Linked DNA regions of Mus musculus: all the other regions are linked to region 4. The links are chromatin contacts, called in public promoter capture Hi-C and targeted proximity ligation maps. All regions are on one chromosome and are shown on one strand. The core of a region is the stretch at or near the end of the contact, and the rest is flanking DNA. Distances in the headings are between cores, read along the strand shown.

Evidence for each region. Promoter capture Hi-C pulls out the DNA fragments that hold promoters and counts their contacts.
Region 1: a targeted proximity ligation map of pancreatic cancer cells shows a contact between it and region 4. A contact is called at or near these places in 3 of 39 promoter capture datasets (hippocampal neurons, liver and pre-B cells) and 1 of 130 datasets of targeted methods (pancreatic cancer cells).
Region 2: a contact with region 4 is called in a targeted proximity ligation map of pancreatic cancer cells. A contact is called at or near these places in 1 of 484 Hi-C or Micro-C datasets (embryonic stem cells), 4 of 130 datasets of targeted methods (embryonic limb bud, microglia, neural tube and 1 more) and 2 of 9 other capture datasets (adipose tissue and embryonic stem cells).
Region 3: a promoter capture Hi-C map of liver shows a contact between it and region 4, with 2.5 times the contacts expected there. A contact is called at or near these places in 5 of 39 promoter capture datasets (embryonic stem cells, hippocampal neurons, liver and 1 more), 2 of 484 Hi-C or Micro-C datasets (embryonic stem cells and liver), 1 of 130 datasets of targeted methods (stem cell-derived neural progenitor cells) and 1 of 9 other capture datasets (adipose tissue).

Annotation. Positions count from the first base shown.
Region 1 is chr19:37,675,479-37,678,178 of GRCm38.p6, reverse strand. The region is part of intron 20 of Exoc6 (exocyst complex component 6); the gene reads right to left. It overlaps Gm32342 (a long non-coding RNA gene), which reads left to right. Exons shown (of 3, transcript XR_003952929.1): 3 at 1-792. Among named protein-coding and RNA genes, the nearest start is that of Cyp26c1, 8.9 kb to the left of the region's middle.
Region 2 is chr19:38,929,685-38,932,384 of GRCm38.p6, reverse strand. Hells (helicase, lymphoid specific) reads right to left here and starts at 1,395. Exons shown (of 22, transcript NM_008234.3): 1 at 1,310-1,395; 2 at 873-994. The coding sequence starts at 977.
Region 3 is chr19:37,696,542-37,699,246 of GRCm38.p6, reverse strand. Cyp26a1 (cytochrome P450, family 26, subfamily a, polypeptide 1) reads right to left here and starts at 1,439. Exons shown (of 7, transcript NM_007811.2): 1 at 1,149-1,439; 2 at 732-956; 3 at 176-466; 4 at 1-96. The coding sequence starts at 1,337. Gm32342 (a long non-coding RNA gene) reads left to right here and starts at 1,701. Exons shown (of 3, transcript XR_003952929.1): 1 at 1,701-2,087; 2 at 2,384-2,519.
Region 4 is chr19:38,394,622-38,397,321 of GRCm38.p6, reverse strand. Slc35g1 (solute carrier family 35, member G1) reads right to left here and starts at 1,342. Exons shown (of 3, transcript NM_175507.3): 1 at 1,021-1,342. The coding sequence starts at 1,207.

The DNA of each region.
Region 1 (2,700 bases), core at 164-2,663, 720 kb after region 4:
CCAGAGCGTGCTCTGTCCATCAGGCTCGGCTCAGCAGATCAACCCACCTCTGCTTCCTGAGTGTTGGTATTAAAGGCTTTGCCCCACTATGCCTAGCCTTTTGAAAAATACATCTCTACTGAAATGAAAGGGTAACACAAGACCAGCGCTTTATTCCAGGCCCCACAGGGCTCCACTCAGGCCTTCACCCCACACCCTGCCGTTGCCTTGGGAACCCCCTCTCCTTGGGGACCCCCTCTCCCTGGGGACGCCTTCTCCCTGGAGACCCCCTCTCCTTGGAGACTCCCTCTCCTTGGGGACTCCCTCTCCTTGGGGACCCCCTCTCCCTGGGGACGCCTTCTCCCTGGAGACTCCCTCTCCTTGGGGACCCCCTCTACCTGGGGACGCCCTGTCCTTGGGACCCCCTCTCCTTGGAGACCCCCTCTCCTTGGGGACCCCCCTCTCCCTGGGGACGCCCTCTCCTTGGGACTCCCTCTCCTTGGGGAACCCTCTCCCTGGGGACTCCCTCTCCTTGGGGACTCCCTCTCCTTGGGGACCCCCTCTCCTTGGAGACCCCCTCTCCCTGGGGACGCCCTCTCCCTGGGGATGCCCTCTCCTTGGGACCCCCTCTCCTTGGGACTCCCTCTCCTTGGGAACCCCCTCTCCTTGGGGACTCCCTCTCCTTGGGACCCCCTCTCCTTGGGGACTCCCTCTCCTTGGGGATCCCCTCTCCTTGGGGGGGACTCCCTCTCCAAGCTGTCCGGGTTTCACAGGATGCTGCATTTTTAATATTAAAGCCGCTATTACAGAAAACATCACTCCATTTCAAGTGTTGCTTCCTTCAGATGGCAGTGAACAAACAAAACAATAAATCCTTTAGTCCTATGGGGAGGGGGACAGTAAGACATGGTCTCAACACGTGAATTTATTAGTTACCATGGATACATAGAGTTCAAAGATGTAGCCTGAACATGAACAAAAACAAAGCATCACCACATTATCCAAAAGCAACTCCGCAAATGCTTATTAAAGGATAAAGTAAGGCACATGGTAATAAGGATCAGTATTAAGCTCTGTAAGTGGGTTTGTTCCAATAGCCAAGCAAGATGCTTCTTCAAGTCTTTTGGGAGGTAATCAAGGTATGGATCACATAAAACCAAGGAACAAAATAGCACGTTTCCATTCCATCTCAACCCAGTCTGAAAGACCACTTAAAATTAGCGTCCCTTTTTCAGTAAGGATTCAAAGTTACCCTGGAGAACAACTGTAACACATCAGGTGGAGTCCTGCCAACATCTGTAAGTCTGTTCTACATTTTACTTCCTTGGTGCTTCCTGTGTGTCCACAAACAAAACCATCAGCTTAAGGAATGCCATGGTTGCACAGTGGTCCCATATATATGCTGGAAATAGTTGAATCACTTCAGAATCACTGAGAATTCCTCCATGCTGATCCATCTCACTGGCTGACAGTGTCCCATCCTATGGACTTGTTCAGAATCTGTAGATTCTTGGAGTCTCAAACCTGTGAATCACTCTGTGCAAACAGCACAATGCAGGCAGACTTAAAGCCATTCTATGGAGCCTTTGTAAAACCAAATCCACGGTGCCGGGTCATTTTTCCTTGAATCTGGTTTAGTTTTCTTTGTTTTTGGTCTTTTGGAGTTTGCTTTTGATGCACCTCAGGGGCAGTGACCCAAGACAGAAGATAAATAAGAGTCAAGAGAGAAGCAACTGGGGACACCAGGTTTGCTTTTGTAAATGTGAAGAGTGACCTGGGGGCTCAGGCAGCGTTAGTCCCCCAAGTTCCCTTTTCCAAACACTAAATCCACCTGGGACCTCAGGGTTGCTCTACAAAATCCAAAAGTAAACCAGAAGATCGGTTTTCCTTCGCCTTCAAGACACAAAGCTGACACAAGGTTCCTAGAGCGCTTCAGAGACTTTAACAAGTCCTAAGCCCAAGACAACACTGAGGATGGACACTTGCCCTCCAAACAAATCCCCAGTAATTGGCTACTGGGAATTGAAGAAGAAAGCACTTACTGAGCAAGCCACACTGGGCACCAGACTTTCCTCTTTCTGTGAAAATACCACATTAGGAAAATTCTAGATGAAGCTTAGGAGAGAATTTTAGATAGAGTCACAATAAACTTAGTCAAAATCCACACAAAGGGCTAGTGGTGGGCTTCAATCAATAGAGTGCTGGCCTAGCATGCATGAGGCCTTGGATTCAACCCCCGGCACCTTAGAAACCCTGGCATGGTGGTGGACTTTGTAACCCCAACACATGAACAGGAGAGGCAGGAGTTTAAGCGTACACTACAAAAAAACACTCTGTTTTAAAACACAAAAGTTTTCCTTTTGCTTCCTCTTTGACTTGTCTCCCAAGGTTAACAGCCTTTAAGCTGTCTTTACCCAAGTCTTCTCTATTCAAATGTCCATTTCCCAAGCCTGCTTTCAGCCGTGCCTTCTGCTCCCTTCTGCTCTCCCTCTGTGGGGACTATGGGTGAGCTCAGGGTGCTGTGTGCCGCACTTGTTCACAAGCATCAGCCTTTAAGTCATTCACTGTGGAAGCAAAATATTCTTGAAGCATGTCTCTTCTTCCTCTCTCTCTCTCTTCCTCTCTCTCTCTCCCTTCCTTCCTCCCTCTCTCTCTCCCTTCCTCCCTCCCTCCCTCGCTCCCTTATTCCCTCCCTCCCTTTCTTCCTTCTTTCCTTTCTCC
Region 2 (2,700 bases), core at 146-2,645, 540 kb before region 4:
TAAGAACTTCCCATGATTATATCACCTTTTCTTGCATATGCAACAACTAAGCAGCAGGGTGGTGGCACTTCATAGTACTAATCAAGAACTAAACTTGCCAAATGTTAAAAGCTGCTTTCACTACGTTTTAAAAGATTCTGTTTTTTAAAGAAATGTACAAATACTGTAACTTACCATGAAAACATACACCTCAATTTTAGCTAAAGAACCTTACTTGTAGAAAACTAAAACAAATTGATTACTTAGGCAGCAAACAGTAATAAATTGCTAAGAAATCCTTAGGAGAAGGGAATGATATGCACACTCCAGTAATCCCAGCCAGCACTGGGAAGCTAGGCAGGGGGACCCTAGGATATGAAGGCCAGCATAATACTGTCTCAAAAACAAACCCAACAGAAAAATAGAGGGGAAGGGAATTATCAGTAGACCCGGCTTACAGCCCAACCGTTGATTAATGTCAACGTCTACCACCTCTGTCTACTAATACATACATTATGACTCGGGGCATTAAAGATTAATAATGTTGGCCATTAGGCATACAGTGAGAGAACATATTTTAAAAGCCAATAAAGATGGCAAAAGCAAGCAAACACTTACCAGTGACTCTTGACTGAATCTTAGTAGTCAAAAAAGCAATCTGAAACGTCCACTCAAAGATAAGTTGCAACCTACCCCGCCCAGACCACACTTCAGAAACCTATCTATCATTCAAAGCCCACGCCAAGATTTCCACTTTACAAGTACGGAGAAGCCAAGTGGCCAGGGCTGCTTGGAAGTTCAAGGAGAAGCAAGTGGGGGAGGCAGGCGGGGAGGCAGGCCGGGGGTGGGGGTGGGGAGCCGGGGAGAACCGCCGGCCGTGGACTTTACATTACCTCTTCTAACATCTTCCGCTCTTTCTCAAGTCCCGCAGCCTCGAGCTGTTCCTCCTCCTCCAGCATGGCTGGAGTAATCACCGCAGGCTCCGTTTGTTCGGCCATCTCTGGAGCCAAGGACCCTAAGGGAGCACGGCGGGGGCTTTCAGAACGGGATTCAAGTTACAACCCCCGAGTTCCAACTTCGGGAAGCCACGGCCTTCCCCCTCCCTGGCCGTCTGCATCGCCGGCCAAAGCCACGGACAGCGTCTGGGTGGCAAAGCCGGTCGGCCGGGACCCAGCTCGTGAGGAGACCTGTAAGGGAGACGTGGGGGAACGCTTCCGTGCCACCAAGCAGACCAGGTCGCCGCCGGCGGCTCCTCACGCCTTTTCCCCTCCTCAGCCCGGACCCCGGCGAGCTCCCTCCCCGGGGTGCAGCCTTCACGCCGCCGGCTCACCGCTGCTGCTCGCGGGCGGCTCCGCAGGCACGGCTGGACACCGGCCGGGGACCCAGTCGCCTCAAACGCCGCGAGCTAAATCCTCACACCCCGCCGGCTCGCTCGCCCCGCGGCGCAAGAAATTCGCGCGCTTCTCTTTCGCGGGAAAACCCGGTGGTCTCGCGAGACTTCGGGCTCCCCGCCCGCTGCAGACCTCGGCTCACGAGATTTGGACGCGCTTGGCTTTGCTTTCCGCCTCTCCCCAGGAGGGATGCGTTAAGCCTTTACCTGGACCCAGGCAAAGGGGGTGTAGCTAGCTCCAGCCTTGAATGTCGCCCGTGGTCACAGAGGCGCCGCAGACCGTAGTGGCCCCGATCGCCCCTTTCTTATTTAATGATGGTCCCGAGTTGTTCGGCGGGTGCAAGACCTCTTCACACACTGGATTGTTTGAACGCCCCCAATACCTGTCCTTTCGGTAGGTGAAGGTCGATGTTAGGGTGTCAAAAACGGCCAAGCTCGCTGGACCCTGACCAGTTGTAGTTCGCGGTTTTTCGTAAACTTCCTTTCCAAATAACTCTGAGGAGTGGTTTGTGAGTAAGAAGAAAGATGAGAAATTAAGATTATAGCTAGTTCAGGGGGGAAAAAGTATTTAGGATAAAATAGCGAGTGATAAACTGACTGAGAGGAACGGAGGAGAGAACAAGGTCTGTAGGTGTAGCGGAGTTGGTGTAATGCCTGCCCACAGGGAAAGGCTCCCTTGTCATCTCGCGCAGTGGAGGTCCAGGCACAGGATTAGGACTTTTGGAAGGTCAGTGATCCTTGGTTTACAGACACCCTGGAGCCCTGGAGTACATGAATCTTTAAAAAAAAAAAAAAATTTTTTTTTTTTCAGAAAACAAATAGACCGCTAATAAGAGTGGGTGCTGAAGGGTTTTTCTCGTGGCCGTTTTGCTTAGGTTTCAATTCCTTTTCTGCAATGCTTTACGCACGGAGAAGAAAAGTCCTGCAAATTGTCCGTTAATCTCTATGAGTACCAAGTCGCATTTGTAAGCCTACCCACACACCTCTAAATATGCACACTAAATAAAAATGTAAAGAAAAATTTAAGAGAAAAAGACATGGCTTTACCATAACCACCTTCGGGGGGATCCTCTATTTTAAAAAATAAGATTTTATTTGCGACAGGGTCTCACTATGCTGCGCTCCTCCCCCCCTGGTCTAGAACTTGCTATGTAGATTATGCCACCCTTGAACTCATAGAGCCCCACCTGCCTCTGCCTCCCACGTGCCAATGTATGCAACCATGCCTTGATGGTCGGCTTCCCTTCTAGGTCTTTAGGAAGAGCAGGTTGATTTGTCCAGAACAAGAGTTGGAGCACAGTGCAAATTCATTTGGTTCTCACAGAACAGAC
Region 3 (2,705 bases), core at 190-2,689, 700 kb after region 4:
GCAACCCCCATCCGGCTCTGTAGCCTGAAGCCGGCGGATCTTGGCGCGAATGTTCTCCTCGATGCGCGCGTGTATAAGGTTCCGCGCCTTCACGCCCTGAGCGCGGAGAGAGCGTGGCGGTGAGCGGATGCCCGAGCTTGCGTTCCCCTACTCCGACTCCGCAAACCGCCCTTACCCGGTACAGGCCGCTAAAGGGCACGTCAATGGGAAGAGAGAAGAGATTGCGGGTCATCTCCTCGAAAGCCTCCACGAGCTGCTGCTCGTCCTCCCCGCCGCCCGCTGGACCCGGCTCGCAGCCCAGCAGGATGCGCATGGCGATGCGGAACATGAGGCGCTTCACCTCGGGGTAGACCAGGAGGCCGCGCTCGCCGCAGCTTAGCCACTGCTCCAGACAACTGCTGACTTCCTCAGCGATCACGGGCACGTAGCACTGGAGTGCCTCGCGGCTGAAGGCCTGCATAATCACCTGAGCACCCCCCAGGAGCAGAGAGTGTTACAATCCTCTACTTTCCCTCAGCCCCCCCCCCTTCGCCTTTCCGAGTACCCTTTCAAGAATTTCAGTCCCCCCAGGACTAACCCACGTGCTAGCAGAAAAGCTAAAGTGGATCTCAGATAGAGAGGGTCCTGGTCCCCACCACATAGGACTAGCCCTCGCCCCGCATCTATTTGCCTGAACCAAGCCATAGGATGAGGTCTCCCTGCCAGCCAAGGAGTTGCCAGCTCACCCTCACCTTCTTTCGCTGCTTGTGCGAGGAATCGTGCAGGTTGGAGAGGCAGCCAGCGCCCAGGATGGTGCGCACCGACGCGGGCCAGTGCACCGACACCAACCGGTGCTCTCCCAGCAAGATGCGCCGCACATTATCCGCGCCCATCACCCGCACCGTGGGCCGCCCAAACAGATGCGTCTTGTAGATGAAGCCGTATTTCCTGCGCTTCATCTGCAGAAACTTCCTCCGCTGAGAGGGAGGTGGAGGAGAGAGACCCGCAACCCGCATGAGGGGGCGCCGGGGAGCATCTGGTCTCCGTCTAGCCCCTCTTCCAAGCCGTGGTCGCCTCCCTCGCGAGGACACTTATCCCACCTTCAGCCCAGGCCCAGAGCTGAGGCGGACTCCGGGGGAAGCGTCAGGTCCCTTCCCGAGCTCCCTTACCTGAAGCACCATCTGCAATGTTTCCCCAAAGAATGGGAAGCCCATGGTACCGGGGGGCAAGGGGAGGGCGCAGCTGCGATCGCGGCTGCTCACACAGTACAGGTCCCAGAGCTTGAGCGCCGCCAGGAAGAGCAGCAGCGGCAGCACGAAGGTGCAGAGCGCACTGGCCAGCAGCGCCGGGAGCCCCATGGCACGCTTCAGCCTCCCGCGCCACCTGCCGCCGCCGCCCTAGCTCCGAACCCCGCCGCGCGCCCTCTTTATAAGGCCGCCCAGGTTACTGCCCACGTTACCTTGGTCAGACAAATTAGTTCACCCAAAGTTCATCTTTAATTGCGGATCGGGCCCCTGGCTCCTCCCCCCTCGAGGCGCTGCCCAAAAAAATCTTTAACCGTTTGTTCCGCGCCGAGGCAGAGGCGGCGCACTGGCGGCTTCCCTCTGAGCGCGCCTCCTGGGGGTGCGGGACTAGGAACACCTCTTTCCTTGTCCTAGGTGTGCAGAGCTCCGAGTTACCACGGTGCGGCTTCGGGCGGGGGAGGGGGCGGGGGGAGTGGGTTGTGGATCGGGGTTCCAAGAAGTGGGAATTTGGAGTCCTGGGTTTCCTAGCTGTCTCTCTGCTGTCCCTCGAGCCGGGTCGAACCAGCTGCCCGAGCCCGAAGCCTTCCCAGCTCACCATTCACAGGCGCCTCGTGGGCTCTTTTCCATTGGCTTGGAAAGCGCGTTCAAGAATCATCGTTCAATGGACTTGACCCACCGGTTGAGTAAATGAGATTCCAAACGCTTCCTGATCTGGGAGGATCCCAAGAAGATCCCAGGGCGAGGGTCCTAGCCGGTCTCGGAGGTCAAGTATGACTGGCGGATCGTGGACGCTAGCTTTCCAGGGCCCCACAGGCGAGCCAGCGCATGAAGACTTGGAAAATCCTGCTTTCGAGTTCAAAGCAAGTAAGCCTCCAGGTCTCTGGGACCCCCAGGTGCAGCCTTGCACATGCCTGACTCCCTTCTCTAAGCCCTGGTGGGGTACTAAGGAGACCAGAGGCTCCAAAGTCAACCTCCACTGTAGTAATACCGCCAAGCCGGCCCAATTCCTATAGCCCTGGGGCTTGCAACCTCAGCCAAGCGGCCGGGAAGAGGGCCCCCAGTCCAGGCAGATATGGGGAGGAATACAGGGAGGAAACCCCCCTTTCCACCTTGGCTCGCCTGTATCTTGGGTGAGTCACCAGGCTGTCTGTTTCTCTTAGGACAAAGTTGATCGTTTCCACTTCGTCTACACCACAAGGCAGCTGTGAGTTCGCTAATAGAGTGGTCTGGTTTCAGGGTTCTAGAACCTTCCCTCTACTCTCCCAGATCCCATCCACTGTAAAGCCACGGAGCCTGGTAAGAGGGTTGTTTGGACCTATGCTTCTGGCACAGGCCATTGGGAACGTTATGGGAATCCACTGGGGGTTGACTGTGAAACTTCAATCGTCAGCTCCTTCAGTCAATAACTAACGGGCACAGGGGAACTGCGTGGTGCGTGTGCGCGCGCGCGCGCGCGCGCACACACACACACACACACACACA
Region 4 (2,700 bases), core at 93-2,592:
ATGTGCTGACATTTTTAGCACGTGCTGCCTGAGTAAGTATGCAGACCCCTTCATTCATGCCCGAATGGAAAACTAAAGAGTTTGCAAGGCCCAGTTCCACATTAGGCCAGAATGACATCCACCCATAGGGTGACTAGAAAAAAAACTGACCTCAGGAGCTCCCGGGTTAGTCAGCCCAACATGGGGTAACCTATCCATGCAAACAAAATCAGAAACCCGAGATCTTTTCTCTTTGCTTTCAGGACAGAAATGTAGCAATACTCATCTCCCCGAGACTTTTCTCTCTTAACTCAGAAAAACACAACTAAGAAGGTAGGAACCTGAGTGGGACAAGAGGCACAGAAGTCGTAGGGCATATTCAGGGGAAGAGACCCCGGAGATTAGATTGAGAAAGGTCTAAAAGATGGGCTTCTTACTGGAAAGCTATTTAGTGGAAAGGGCCCTAGGCAGACAGAGTCTCTGGCAAAAGTAGAGAGCCTTACCTAGTGCTGTCTGGACCTGCCCTACCCAGACCTTGGCAGATGGAGGTGGGGTGAGACCGAATCCCGAACCCCCATCTTCCACGGCCTCTCTTTACTTCTTTGTTAGGGGAATTTGAACGAAAGTTAAGGGTTCTTCACCGAGGCTCCTCGCAAGGTGTACCTCGTTTTAAGCCAGTAGCTAAAAAGTCCCCCTGTCCCCCCAAAGCTTGAGGGTCAGTGGTCCACTGAACTCTTCCTCTCTGCGATGCTGAGATTCCGTGACAAACACTTCCAGAACTCCAGTCTTTCCAACTTGGTTCAGGAAGATCGGTTTACACCCACGATGTGGGTTCCAAGTCGGCTTCCTGCCACCCGCTGCCTGGCCCCTCTCGGTGACCTTTCACCTCTGACTGCCACTGGACTGCGAGGTCCTGTCCCCCACCCCCCCACCCCCCACCCCCCGTCACCAATTTGGGGTTATTAACACTCGGAAACTTTCTGGGTCTCGGCTCAGGCCGGTGCGCAGAGGACCAGACCGACCCCGCCCGCCCGCACTCACCGGGCTCCCCACGCGAGCCGCACGCCCAGGCTCCACACGGCCAGCACCTGCCGCGGCCAGGGGCGCCCTCCGCCTCGACGTCCACGTGCTCCTCGCCGGGGGACGCCGGGTCCGCGAGCTGCAGCTCGGGCTCGCGCAGCTCCACCGCCTCGGCTGCAAGCTCCGCCGCGCTCTCCGGGGGCCCCATCCCGCAGCCCGCGCTCTCCCCGCAGCCGCGCGCCTTCTGGCGCCCGCAGCTGCCGCCCGGCCGCTCGGCTCTTCCGGCCCCCGGCGAGCCGGTGCGTGTGCGCGTGCGCGTGCGCCCGGCTCCGCGCGCTTGTCCTCCGCTGCCCTCCCGCCCCGGGGAGCCCGCCGCCTGCGCTCGCTCGTGCTCTCCGGCTGCGGTGGCTACAGCTGGCGCGGTGACTGTCCCCCACCCCCACCCCAGGGCAGTCGGGCTAGACAGCACACTGGTCCTCCTCTGTCTTTGCACAGACAGGGAGGGACGCTTGGTTCTCAGCCCTGGCGCCTCGGGTCTTGGGGCCTTCTGCTGCTTTAGAAAGACTGTACCTCTGAGCTGGGCGTGGTAGCCCACGCCCTTACTCCCAGCAGTTAGGGACAGAGGCATGTGGGTTTGTGAGTTCAAAGCCAGCTAAGGCTGTATAGTGAGACGCCCTCCCTAAATAAATACATGAATTAAATTAAATTAAATTAAATTAAAAGGGACTGAGTGTCTGTTTACTGATATGGATCACCTCTGTGATGCCCCGAGGACTTCTAAGCATTATGTGAGTTTTTAAACACACTTCGACCTGTCCAAGAATTTAAGGTGTAAACATAAAGATTGAAACATAAAATTGAAAAGGAGGGCTCTTTAAAAATGCAAGGCACCTGGGTGTGGTGGCAAATTGAGTGAAGAGGATCTTTGTGACTTCAAGGCCAGCCTGGTCTACAGAGCGAGTTCCAGGAAAGCCCTGGCAGCACAGAGAAACCCTTTCTCCACAAAACCAAAACCAACCATCCAAACAAACAAAAATTGCAAGGCAAAGGGGGCTGTCTCAACAAACTGAGACAAGTAGCTACCTCAGCTCTGTTAGCTCCAGATTTCAAAGAAAGAGACCGATATTCCAAGTGAAGGGCCTAGGCGGGGTAAATTTTACTCTTGATGAACTAACCAGTACCCCGAGCTCTTGACTCTAGCTGCATATGTATCAGAAGATGGCCTAGTCGGCCATCACTGGAAAGAGAGGCCCATTGGACACGCAAACTTTATATGCCCCAGTACAGGGGAACGCCAGGGCCAAAAAGGGGGAGTGGGTGGGTAGGGGAGTGGGGGTGGGTGGGTATGGGGGACTTTTGGTATAGCATTGGAAATGTAAATGAGCTAAATACCTAATAAAAAATGGAAAAAAAAAAAAGAGGGTGTACTCTGAAGATGGAACTCGTAGACAGGAAATGCATTTATTTTTCATTCCCCCTTAGATGGGACTTCGTCTTTTTCCCCATTGGCTGGGGTCAAACCTCACAGTCTTATTCCATCGCCAGTTTTTTAAGAACTGGCCCTCTTGAAATGAAGGAAGAAGGGGAAAGGGGAAGCTGATCTTTGGTTCTGCAATTCCTGGAATATAGCACTGGGCTTTGTGTAAACAGACATTTTAATGGGTGGTGGGAAAGATGGAAACATTTGCGTATGGGTGAGAT